Linked DNA regions of Gossypium hirsutum: region 1 is linked to region 2. A link is a contact called in public Hi-C data. All regions are on one chromosome and are shown on one strand. The core of a region is the stretch at or near the end of the contact, and the rest is flanking DNA. Distances in the headings are between cores, read along the strand shown. Region 1 has its middle 14 kb from the start of LOC107941028. Region 2 holds the start of LOC107955337.

The links. A called contact is a pair of places that touch in the nucleus more often than the background predicts.
Region 1: a Hi-C map of leaf shows a contact between it and region 2, with 3 times the contacts expected there. The contact joins the enhancer-like site here to the promoter of LOC107955337 in region 2.

The regions. Positions count from the first base shown.
Region 1 is chrA07:92,186,396-92,192,463 of Gossypium_hirsutum_v2.1, forward strand. It overlaps the pseudogene LOC107941027. Among protein-coding and RNA genes, the nearest start is that of LOC107941028, 14 kb to the left of the region's middle. Within about 2 kb of position 3,371, at least 3 of the 9 cell types and tissues checked have an H3K27ac peak or open chromatin away from gene starts, as enhancers often do. A contact at or near this core is called in leaf, where this site is marked.
Region 2 is chrA07:92,086,571-92,092,896 of Gossypium_hirsutum_v2.1, forward strand. LOC107955337 reads right to left here and starts at 2,317. Exons shown (of 2, transcript XM_041116614.1): 1 at 1-2,317. The coding sequence starts at 713.

The DNA.
Region 1 (6,068 bases), core at 2,121-4,620, 100 kb after region 2:
CTGCTACATTTTTCAATGTGGCAGATTCATCAAAGGTAACATCTCTGCTACAGATCATTTTCTTTGTGCTTAAGCACCAAAGACGAAATCCCTTCACTCCAGAAGTGATTCCCATAAAGAGAGCTTTCTTTGCCCTCGGATCTAACTTTGACTCCTTCACATGGTAATATGCAGTGGTTCCAAACACATGTAAGGAATCATAATCTGTAGCCGGTTTTCTAGACCATACCTCCATAGGAGTTTTTCTTTCTAATGCAGATGATGGCAAACGATTAACAAGATGGCCAGCGTATGTCACAGCCTCAGCCCAAAATTGCTTGCCCAACCCAGCATTGGACAACATACATCGAATTTTCTCCAGCAATGTTCGATTCATACGCTCTGCCAATCCATTCTGCTGTGGTGTATCCCTAACTGTGAAGTGTCGAACAATACCATACTCTTGGCACACATCGAAGAACGGATCACTTTTATATTCCCCTCCATTGTCCGTCCTAAGCCGCTTGATTTTCTTGCCAGTCTGGTTTTCGATCATAGTTTTCCATTTAAGAAAAACTCTAAGCACTTCATCCTTAGTTCTCATGGTATACACCCAAACTCTTCTGGAAAAGTCATCAACAAAAGTAACAAAGTAGTGTTTTCCTCCCAATGAAGGTGTCTTGGAAGGCCCCCACACATCTGAGTGAACATATTCTAAAATACCTTTTGTATTATGGATAGCAGTGCCGAATTTCACTCTCTTTTGCTTTCCCAGAACACAATGCTCGCAAAATTTTAATTTGCAAGCCTTTGCACCTTTCAACAATCCTTGCTTTGCCAGAATTTGCAAGGATTTTTCGCTGGCATGTCCCAACTTCATATGCCACAACTGTATTGAGTCCAATTCTTTGTTGCCGGAAGTTACAGCGACTGCTCCAATAACTGTACTACCTTGGTAGTAATGCAAGTTATTTTTCCTGATGCCCTTCAATATCACAAGTGCGCCAGATGTCACTTTCAAAATCCCATCTCTCATAGTAACAACTGAACCATTGGATTCCAAGGCTCCCAATGAGATGAGATTTTTCTTCAAACTGGGCACGTACTGAACATCAGTCAGAACTCTGGTTGATCCATCTTGATTCTTTAATTGGATTGAACCTATCCCAACAGTTTTACAGGCATTGTCATTGCCCATATAAACAACTCCTCCATTTAGTTCTACTAAATCAGAGAACCACTCCCGGTTAGGGGATATATGATAGGTACAACCCGAATCCAATATCCACTCATCTGAATGGAACGACGATGATGATGCAACCAGTGATAGTTCAGAGTCACTAGTATCATGCTTAGCAACACAAGCATCTATAGCAGCTTTTCCCTTATTCTTCAGCTTTGGACAATTTTTCTTCCAGTGGCCTTTCTCATGACAAAAAGCACATTCATCTTTCCCGAGTCTGGACTTTGACTTTGATCTCCCCTTTTGAGTTTTCTTCCGAGTGTATGAACGACCTCGGACTACTAAAGCTTCTGTATCTCTGATTGAGTTTTTCTGTTTGTCCTTCTTTCTCTGTTCATAACTGTATAAGGCCGCACAGACTTCGCTCAGAGATATATCACTCCTGCCATGAAGTAGAGTAGTTTCGAGGAACTCAAACTCCTCAGAAAGTGACCCCAACAGCATCAAAGCCAAATCTTCATCTTTGAATGTCTCATCCATATTCTGCAAATCAGTGACTAACTGATTAAATTTGGTGATGTGATCATTCATTGTGGTACTTGGGACGTATGTGAAGCGAAACAGTCTTTTCTTCAAGTGGAGCTTATTTTGACTGTTTTTCTTCAAAAAATTTTCTTCAAGTGCCACCCACAACTTATTTGCAAAAGTCTCCTTTGAAAAAGCATACCTCTGCTCTCGAGAAAAGCATGATCGAATTGTGCCACATGCCAACCGATTGATCGTCTTCCAATCTTTCTCCTGTACATCATCTGGTTTCTCTTCATCAATGGCAATGTCTAGACCCTGCTGAAAAAGGGCATCTAGAACCTCACTTTGCCACATACCAAAATGGCCCGTGCCATCAAAGATCTCCACGACCAATCTTGCATTTGCAATTGTCGGTCTTGTCCACATGGACGATGTTGAAGCTCCTACACCGACCGTTTTCTCCATAATCTTTCAATATACCTAAGGAAATCTTTTCTGATGTGGAAGATCAGTTTAAACTGCAACCACAGAGCATACTACGATTAACCTTCGGCTCTGATACCACTTGTTGTTCCAATAGGGTCGGAAGCGTGTAAATTATTGTACTAAAAAATCACACAAAGTTCAATTCCCAGGGAAGAGAGGTGGATCACATGGATCTCTTAAATACCAAGTCTTTCCTTAGACAGAATATCCCTTCTATAGTAATTTAATAGCACAATTAAATACTACTATTATACCCTCAAATATTGAAAGAAAAATAGGACAAGAAAGAACACAAGAGTTTTAACGAGGTTCGGTAAATTATACCTACGTCCTCGGGCACTAACACCAGATGATAACTTTACTATCTCCAAAGTATTACAAACAAATAGAATTCCTTAAGAATTTTCAAATGGGAGAAGAGAGAAAACTAAGAGAGAAAGATTGGTTGGGATGAATTGAAATGAGAAATGAGAAGGCCTATTTATAGTTGAGGTTTAAGGACCAAACAATAAATAGCCCATTATCTCAAAGCCCAAAAAAAAATTATCCCTTGCCACTTTTCCAAAGTTGGTGGTTGTCATTATTGATTGTCTCCCATTAATGTTAATGGCAACCATTATTAATTGTCTTCCATTAATGTTAACACAGAGAAGTAAGTCTATATAAAATGTGCTGGCCAAAGCCCGATCACCACTGCTGAATTCCCGCTCCCAATAATTGCCACCGCTACTGGACCGATGATTGCAACTGTTAACAGAACCAAAAATATTTGCAAAAACTAAATAAAACACCCATTTTTGCACTAATCACTAATCTAACCATTCATTTTAGCGTTTAAATACGGGTCTTTTGTTGTTGTTGTTGTTTATAATTTACCTTTGAGATGGCCAAGGATAAAGAGTAAAGAAAAGAAGGGAATAAATGAAACGAAGCTCCAGAGTTTAGCCAACAACCCCGAGGGAACCTCCATTTGTTTGCTTGCAATAAGGCTTTAGAGATATTTGAAGGGCAATAATGGAAAGAAAAAAATGTTCTGCGTTTTCAAATGTGTGTAATAGACAATTAGACATAGTTCAAAGGTACAGGAGTTTGTTATATTAAAATTAGAACAGCTGAAAAGAAGGTACGTGGCAGGAGAAGGTGGTACGCGGGACACATGGCGGGCGAGGAGTGAGGAGGTGGGGGTGACATTGGCACCTCCCCGGGGTTCATGCTTTTGGCGGGAACCAACCGACTTTAAGGTTGTCCCATGTCTTGACGTTGCGAATTCAAGGGTGTTAATGTAATTTTACCCTAACCCGTTCTCCTCTTCATTTTACTATTATGTAAGTTCATATTATAATTTTATTTAATATTTTACAATAAATAAAACACCAATCACCATCCGTACAATTAATGGCTCCTGGGAGAAAAGGAAATGTTTGGAATCTAGTCCTTTAATAGAAAAAAGGAACTGATGAAGTGCATTCGGTTGAGTTTATGATCATCTTTAAAAGAATATATTAAAAAGATTATGCTTCTTTGATTCAAAGGTGCATACAAAAAGTAGCTTGAACAATACGAACCGCTCCACGTATGAGTGTATAAGATTACAAACTAGTGTCTGTCATTGTATGGCCAGTTATGTCATGGGTTGAAGGTAGATCAGCAGGAGGCCCAGCCCTTTGGTCTCTCCTCTTGTTTCTCCATGCATAAGTGAAAAGATGATAAAAAGGATAGACCTGCCTGAGTCCTCAGATGCCAACTAGGAAAGGGCCAACAACACAACACCGCTTATTTGACACCATTCATAGTTGGCATTCAGGGAGCCAGGCAGATCATTTCCATTGTTTCATCTCACACTTACAATACCATTCAATCATGACTCCATAATCAATGAGACTTGGCTATTCAAAGCAAAAAAGAAGAAGAAAAAAATCAGTACAAATGATCACTTACAGTTCAATCTTTGGCTCACAAACAACACACCATCTATTGCAGAGACTCGCTTCCAAGATATTTAGCTCATCACCCTGCCTCTGTTTTGATTGCTCTCTTTCAACCCAGATATATAAATGTATGTAATGAATGTCTGTGGGATTTAAATGCTAGGTGTGGCTAAGTAAAGAGACAATAAGAAGTACAGGGAGAGAATAAAGAGAGGATAAAAGACTAAAAAGTGGTCGGCAAACAGTTGGATTTTGGGTTTTAAATGCCAAAATTCAAACATGATTTGGAATTGCAACTTCCTAAATCTTGGCTTTTTAGTCTGTATTGACAGGAGTGTAGGTGCCAAGGTCATAGCATGAGACAATTTGACAGCCTTTGGTTTGACGGATTATTTAACTGTCCTTTTGTACCCTAATTTTCGGTAAATGGAACCAAGATGGGAGTGCAATATAAATATTTCAAGTTGAGGATGAACTCTCTATGGGGGTTATAAAGATAATCCGATGTTGTTTGTGTACTAAAATATTCCTGTCCAGTATATATATAAATTTCCACATTTGACTGAAACGGATGATTGCATGTGGGATGTGGGATCGCATGAATTGGGCCGTGATGAGCTCTAATTTTAGCTTTCTATTTCTACACAAATTATCTGATGAACCATCCTTGCTTGTTCTATCCAGTAGTCAAACTTGGTTTAACTATTTTTGTTTTCTTCATGAAATACTAGCTAATGCTTTCAAACTTGAAACTCTTTCAAAAAGAGGTAATAAAAAATTTCACACCGTCCATTCTTTTTTCGCATTAACCTGCGATGATTACTGCTATACCTAGGTTTATTTCAAGATAATAAAAAGATAGGATAAGAAATCTTATCACTTTAGTGGAAATCATAAATTTTGAATATAAATGCGTATTTAAAAATAACATATAATGATCAATTGAGTTTTAATTCGATTGGGATATTGTTGCTAATATAGGAAGACGTGAGTTTGAGTACGCTGAAGCACATTATTCTCCTATTTATGGGTTGGGAGGAATTATGGGTAGTTTTAATCATGGTATTGTAATTTTTCTATAGCACATAAAAAAAGCATCAAGTTAGTGAAAATAAAACTCACTATTAAATTTCTATATTTTAAAGAAATCCTACAAGTGTGATAACCATAAATTTAGAACGCAAATGTGTTTTTAAAAATAACATACAATAAATATTGAAACATATAAAGTGTGCATAATAAAATTAAAATGTATAAAAATATCAAAATAATGCTTTAGCTAAATGATAAATTAAATGTTTTACTAATGCAATTGAGTGGGTTTAAATCCCATCCTATGCATATTTTTATTAGTGTTTTAAAGTAAAAAAACTAGAATACCATCAAATAATATTACTTATTTTAATTACAAAAAGTATATTTTCGTAACTTCTTAACTAAATTGATGACACTATTGATGGTGACACCAACTCAATCAGAAGCTTAAATAATAATATATATAATATTTTTTATTGAGTTTCTCAACTCAGTAACACCCATTCAATTGAAAAATATTTATCATTTAAAAAAACTTAAGAATTATTTAAAAATTACATTAACTGCAATATATTTATAAAATTAATTTAGTAATTTGACTTTTTTAAAAAAAGAAAGTAAAACTATCTCTTTTTTTATTAATTCATTTCTTCTATTTACAATGTCAAATCTTAATATAATTTTCACCCATTTCATATGTCCAGGTATTCCTTGAGATCTCCTTCCACTTTTAAGTCCAACTCATCTCCTAAATCTTCCCTCAAATTCCAATTTGAGTTTATTTTTGGGTCTTCCTTAATTTCCTCCTCCAAAATAGCGATAGAGTTTACAAACTTCCTAGTAGCTTCTCAATATAGAATTTGCTCAACCATGGTGCTCCAAGAACCAATTGTTTCTTATTGCATCTTTATGATTCGATACTTGACATT
Region 2 (6,326 bases), core at 1,067-3,566:
TTAGATATAATGTTGTCAGCCCTGTAGCCACTAACTCTCGGTTCAAGCAAGCTAACAATATCTAGTTTATACTCTGTGTTATATTCCCGAAAAATTCTAGGGAATTTAACGTTTGCACAACCCTGATAATTCCACAAAAAGATAGTGATATTCATTAAAAAATTAATAGAAAATGTATCATACCTGGTTTTAGGATCAATGCTGCAATCTGATTTTGAGTTTGCACCATCAACCTCGACATTCGAATTCACGCCTAGAACTTGAGAAGATAAAAGTTCTGCCATTGCCACCATAGACTCAGCTAGAGGAACACACGTGTTTCCAGGAGATTTAAAACAATTCCCTCTACCTCGTAGGGCAAAATAAGTCTTTTTAGAATTTCGACTGTCATTTTCTCTGCCACCATTTCTTCTCTTTTTGGGACCATTAGACTTTGAATTTGGACCCAATTCCAGAAATTCCACAAACTTTGTTTTCGAATTATCCTGCTGCATAAAATTAATATTTTTATCAAAACTAACAGTAGAGTGCTTACCTGGATCGAGAGTGTTTTCTGATATAGGTACTATGAAACCCTCGGATTCATAAAAAACAAGGTTGTAATGTGATTTAATTGTTTCCAAAACTCTAGCTTCATTGTTCTCCTGCATTTTAGCGTCCAACTTGTTTTGGTTAATAGCGTCTCCCACAGAAACATTTTTAAATAAATGCATCTGTTTTGAACCTGCCAGGAGTGTATAAGTTAGGATTAGAGAAATTATCAAAAGTTTCCCTATTTTTACCTACGTCATCCTCTAACCCCATAAGCCTTTTTTCTAATTTTTTTGTCTAAAGAAACTTTGGATTTTTGGCCCATAAAGTTATTCACATTATTTCCCAATAATTCCTTCAAATCGGGTTCGTTAGAAAGGCCCAAATTCTTGATTTTCCTTTAGCCTGTAACCATAAAAGAATTGTTGACTCCTTTAATGTCCTTAGAATCTAATCTCTTTAACTTTGCGGCCGAAACACCATTTAAAGAAACCCCTAAAAATCCTTCAGCCGATTGTCCAGCTTTAATGTTTGAATTCTGTCCCGATTCCATGAACAAATCCTGCCCAAATTTCGTGATTGAATCTTTTCCCTCTGATAGCACTGCGAATCTGGATCCAGATGGATGTTTAGATTGCCTTGCCAAAATCCCCGCCGTGGAATCTTTCTTTCCTCACTGTGAAGCCTTCTTCTCTACGAACATCCATGGCCCAAATTCTGGGCCCTTCTCTCTGTTATCAGAATTTTATTTTTCCCTACCTGTGCTGTCCACCGGAGTAGAGACCGCCACGGTCATTAGTTCGGCTTGAGGTTTGTCTGTCTTATTCGCTAGTCTCGTGAGGTTTTGGCTTGACACAACCGAATTACACATCTCTTTTACGTGACCATACTTGCCACAAGTAAAGCACACAGTCGGGAGGGCTTCATATTCAACATGTTGAGCAATTTCGTCAACAAGGACCTACGAAATCAACGGTCTATCAAGACTAAGGTACACGGCTAACCTAGCAAATCAACCCCTGGTTTGGTTGTCAGTCTGCACATCCAATTTTACCACCTTTCCAATGAGGCCCCCGATGGCTTCGATGATCTTCCATTTATAAAGATATCCCGGGAGATTAGGCAATCGTATCCACGCTAGCACAACACTCGGGTAAGGTTGCAAGAGGCTGAAATGTTTAGTCCATGGTTGTACGGTCAGATACTGGCCATAAACTGTTCATGGACCCTGAGATAAAACTCTATTATAATCGTTAGGATCCTGAAATTTCACCAAAAAATATCCATTAGCAATATCCACAATCTTAATAGAATTTACAAGATTCCAAAGGAAAAGGATGTGATTATGAAGTGCGTTGTAACCGATATTTCGTCCTAGAAGTTTAACAATGATAGTCAATTCCATTTCTTTGAATAGGATTTCCTTTACACGATCTGAAAAATTGATAGCAGGAATCCCGTCAATGATGGACATATTGACGTCCCCTTCAAATAGTTCAAATTCATTCTCATTATCTGCGGAAGACCCATCACGAATAGATTTGGAAGCAACATCGTAGCCCCCCAGCAATTTTTCTTTCCATGTCATACTTGTTTGTGATTCGTGATCCACAGCCATAGAAGTGTCTTCATCACCACCGTTCCCTTTAAACCTTACTTTTTTGGTATTTCGATCATCGTCGGGGTGAGCGACTCCCTCCTCACCGTTATCGAAATTTTGCAAAGTTGAGAGCATATCAAGTGTATTTAGAGTTGCATGAAGTATTTTATTTTTAATTGGAATGTCATGAGGTATCTTTATTTGACACTTGTCCAATACATTTTTTTATTTTTTAAATATATAACAATGGATTAAAATTTTGATCCTTATATTATACTTAAATTTGAGATTTAATCTCTATGAATTTAATTTTTTACATAATTTGATAACTCAAGTTTTATAATATCGTTAGTTAGTCTAAATATTTTATTTTTATTAAAATGAAACTTTTTTTTCTTAAGAATAACACCCTAAATTCAGCCTAGATGTAATGGCCGAGTTTGACAAGATTACATTAGCTTGATAAAGAACTTTTGATAAAGTCAAACTTAAAGTGCGTTTTGAAAGGGTAAAATTTTGACAAAAACTTTCACATACATCTAGGAAAAGAAACATTAGTACAAAAACACCTATCAAACCCAGATTTCGAATTCAAAATTGGGTATTTTGAAAATATTAATTTTTGGCAAATCCTCTAGCTTAAAGTCAGACATTCGTTAAAAACTATTTACTTATTTATTTACAAAAAGACCGCAGTAGAAAATTTTTTAGAATTTTAATTTTGGAAACCAGAATCCAATTTGTTAATTTGCGTGATTTAGTTTACATTCAAAAATATCAAAAATTGATGATCAAAATAAAAACCAAAACACAGCCCAAAAACATATTATAGTCCCAAAAGTCCAGAAAAATTACTAGTGTGAATTACCATATTCAATTAGTGGAGAAAACAATTCGAACTCCTGCATGCCATACGATCCTAAATCGGAAGTTCACCTAAAATTTATTAAATAAACAAATGAGTTGGAAGCCCAATGTGTGGCCCAGCCCACAACAAAATTTCCTTATGTGTTTTGCAAAAACATTAATCAAATCGAATCGAAGCTTATCATATCGCAAAATTTCATAAAACGTATCAAAGCTTATCATATTGCAAAATTTCAAAAACATATATCAGAACGAAATTTTTATTATGTCATATTTCAAAAACACATATATCATATCAGAATGTCATGTCAGACTAGAACAAATGCAAATACAGATCTTACCCCATCCATTACACACCAACACCGACCAACCAAACACACCATATAGGACTACAAGAGTTTTTACATCCAATCACATCAATATGTGGTGGTGTGTCACTCATATAATTGCAATTGAGCTGCTATACACAAATTTGCGGTCTAGCAACCATAATTGCAGTATAAACTGCCATAGAACACTTCCTCCATCATATCATATCCCACCCTCCAGAACACATAGATATCATAGTCATATATCATACATGCATATATCACATAACATATGGCATGCATACACATACACATGCTTTCATATAGATAATAACTTAGCATATGATTTAATGATAACATATCTTATTTAACAAACCTCCTATGATTATCCATAAATTATTACATACTAAAACTTATGCTTTTTTGGCCCCATGCAATGCCTACAGACCCAAATTTTGAGTCCTTCAAATGGTCCTAAATAGGGCCCAAAAATTTGTCAAAAAGACCCACACTGCCTACTCACACAGCCTACCCACATGGTCTATAAAGTTTCACATGAGCTCCACTCGGTCAAGCCAGACGGGCTGAAAAACACACATGATTGTGTGCTTCACACCACCTACCACACGACCATGTGGCATACATAGTCCACCACACGGCTTGACACACGACTGTGTAGCACTAGGTAGATTCAAAAAATATCCCCTGTTTTGTATTTTCTTAAGTTTTAGTTGGTAAATCGGGTTAGTTTCACACACCTGATGTTATATCTGATAACCCACATGAATATTACACTTTGAATCCTACATACAACATTTGAATGGCTCAATTACAACATAAGTTTAACTGCAAAATATTACTCAAATGCACCCTTTTCTTTAAAGAAACAACCCCTAAACAACATTCGAAAACTCACCCCACAGAAACAGTGACCAAAACGACAATTATTCCACTAGAGGATTTAAACTCACACCCCTTTCGCCTAATAAGAAAACCATGAAAGCACTTAACATGGTGTGGGATGAAAACTAATACAAAACTCAATCTTGCACAACAAATGAATTAAAGCTATTCATAACAAAAAAAAAATCGATGTAACTTACAATTTTTAGTGAATTATGATCGAAAACAGAGAGTCAAACGTACCCCCACGAAGAACTAACGAGAGCAAACAAAAATCAAACCAAAAAGGAATGAAAGAAAACCCAAAAGTAAAGAAGAAAACAAGAACAAAGGAAAAACAAAAGGGAAGAAAAAGAAATCGTGGAAGGGGTGAGAGAATAGTGGACAGTTATTGTGTGAGGGAAAATTGAAATTTGATAATTTACAAAATAAAATCACTTTTTTTAATCCCAATTCTAACCATTAGTTTTTTTTATAGAATTTGAAACAAAAATAATTTTCATTTTCAACACATATGTTTGCATCTAAAAAAATTCATTTGAATAAATAAAATTTCAAAAAAGATAGGTTACGAACAAACATTTTTTTTTTTTGAAAATTGTAATGTTATGAAAAAATATAACTTGTTCTGTAAGTAATGTGTTAATTGTGACAGTTTGTTTAGTGAAAAACACACTTAGCCTTAAGTAATATTTAATTTCGCTATTCTGTTTTTGTTATTTTATAACTTATTGGATGTTAGAGACAAAATTAAGCCTCAAGGATAAAGAATCATGCATAAATTTTTTTTCTTGCACCATAATTTTCTAAGAACAGATGTCATCATTATTGTAATATCAATTTTAAATTTTAAATTAAGTCAGTAGATGAGAAAACATTATGTGCTGTGTTAACTAGTTGGGAGTCACCCAAGATGGTCCAACGTAAACCATTCAACTATCATAATGAAAATGTTGTTTGAATCGGGTTAGATTAACTAGGGTATCAATTTAGAGAGTGATTTTAAACCGATACAAATTGTTTAAAAATTAATTTTTAATTGAATCGATTGAACTAATCAAACTGATCAAATTAACAAATTGATGATCTAATAAGTTCCATCATCAATCTAAATTAAAATAGAGTGATAAATTATCGAAATTTTTTAAGACTCCACTATTATTGGCTAATTATTAAATTACATGATAATATAACATCTATTAGTTGTCATAATATTTAATAAGTCGCCTAGGAATCTCCACAAGGGATTATGAATTTTAAAATTAATAACAACTTTTTAAAAAAAATAAATAAATTTTGTTTACTTAATTTTTTTTAAAATATTTTTTCAAGTAAATTATATAAAAATTTCAATTAGTTCACTAATATTTATAAAATAATTAATATCTTATGCTCCTTCTTGAAGTTTGTAAATACCCGATTTGTAAATTCTTCAATTTCGACTTCTTTCACTTGAAACAAAGAATAATTTGTCAACATAACTTTTCATTGTAACCTGGTTGTGGATTTTATGTATTTTTTAAATTCTTTTACATATTTTTTGAATTTTTAATGTACTTTTATTTTTAAAAAAATAGGAATTTTACCAAAACTTATTTTTGAGATTTTTTTTTTAAAAAAATTATAAATTAATAAAATGATGTATAACATAAAAATAAATAATTGGTAGTAAAAGATTGTATAATCAAATAATAACATAAACTTAAAATTAGCATTAAATATTTATCTTACAAGTGAAATATATTATGTATAAATTAATAAAATGATGTATAACATAAAAATAAATAATTGATAGTAAAAGATAATTGTAAATTTTATAATTACAATTGTAAATTTTTTATAACTTATTAACTGAGCATATATTATAATTTAAAATTAATAAGAAATTATTCCATCAAATTCATTAATAAATTTTTATTTAACCTAACAACTCGTTGCATCTGATAAGGAAATAAAGAAGATTGATAGATTTAGTTCCAGCAGCTGGATCAAAGTTGAACTGGGATTATGACCCTGTTCACATCGTGAGAGGTGAAAAGGCGAGGAACCGGGACCTATGGCCTAATCTCGCCCAAGACACCTCGCCTCATGTCCTTCTCTCGACCTTACAGAATAAG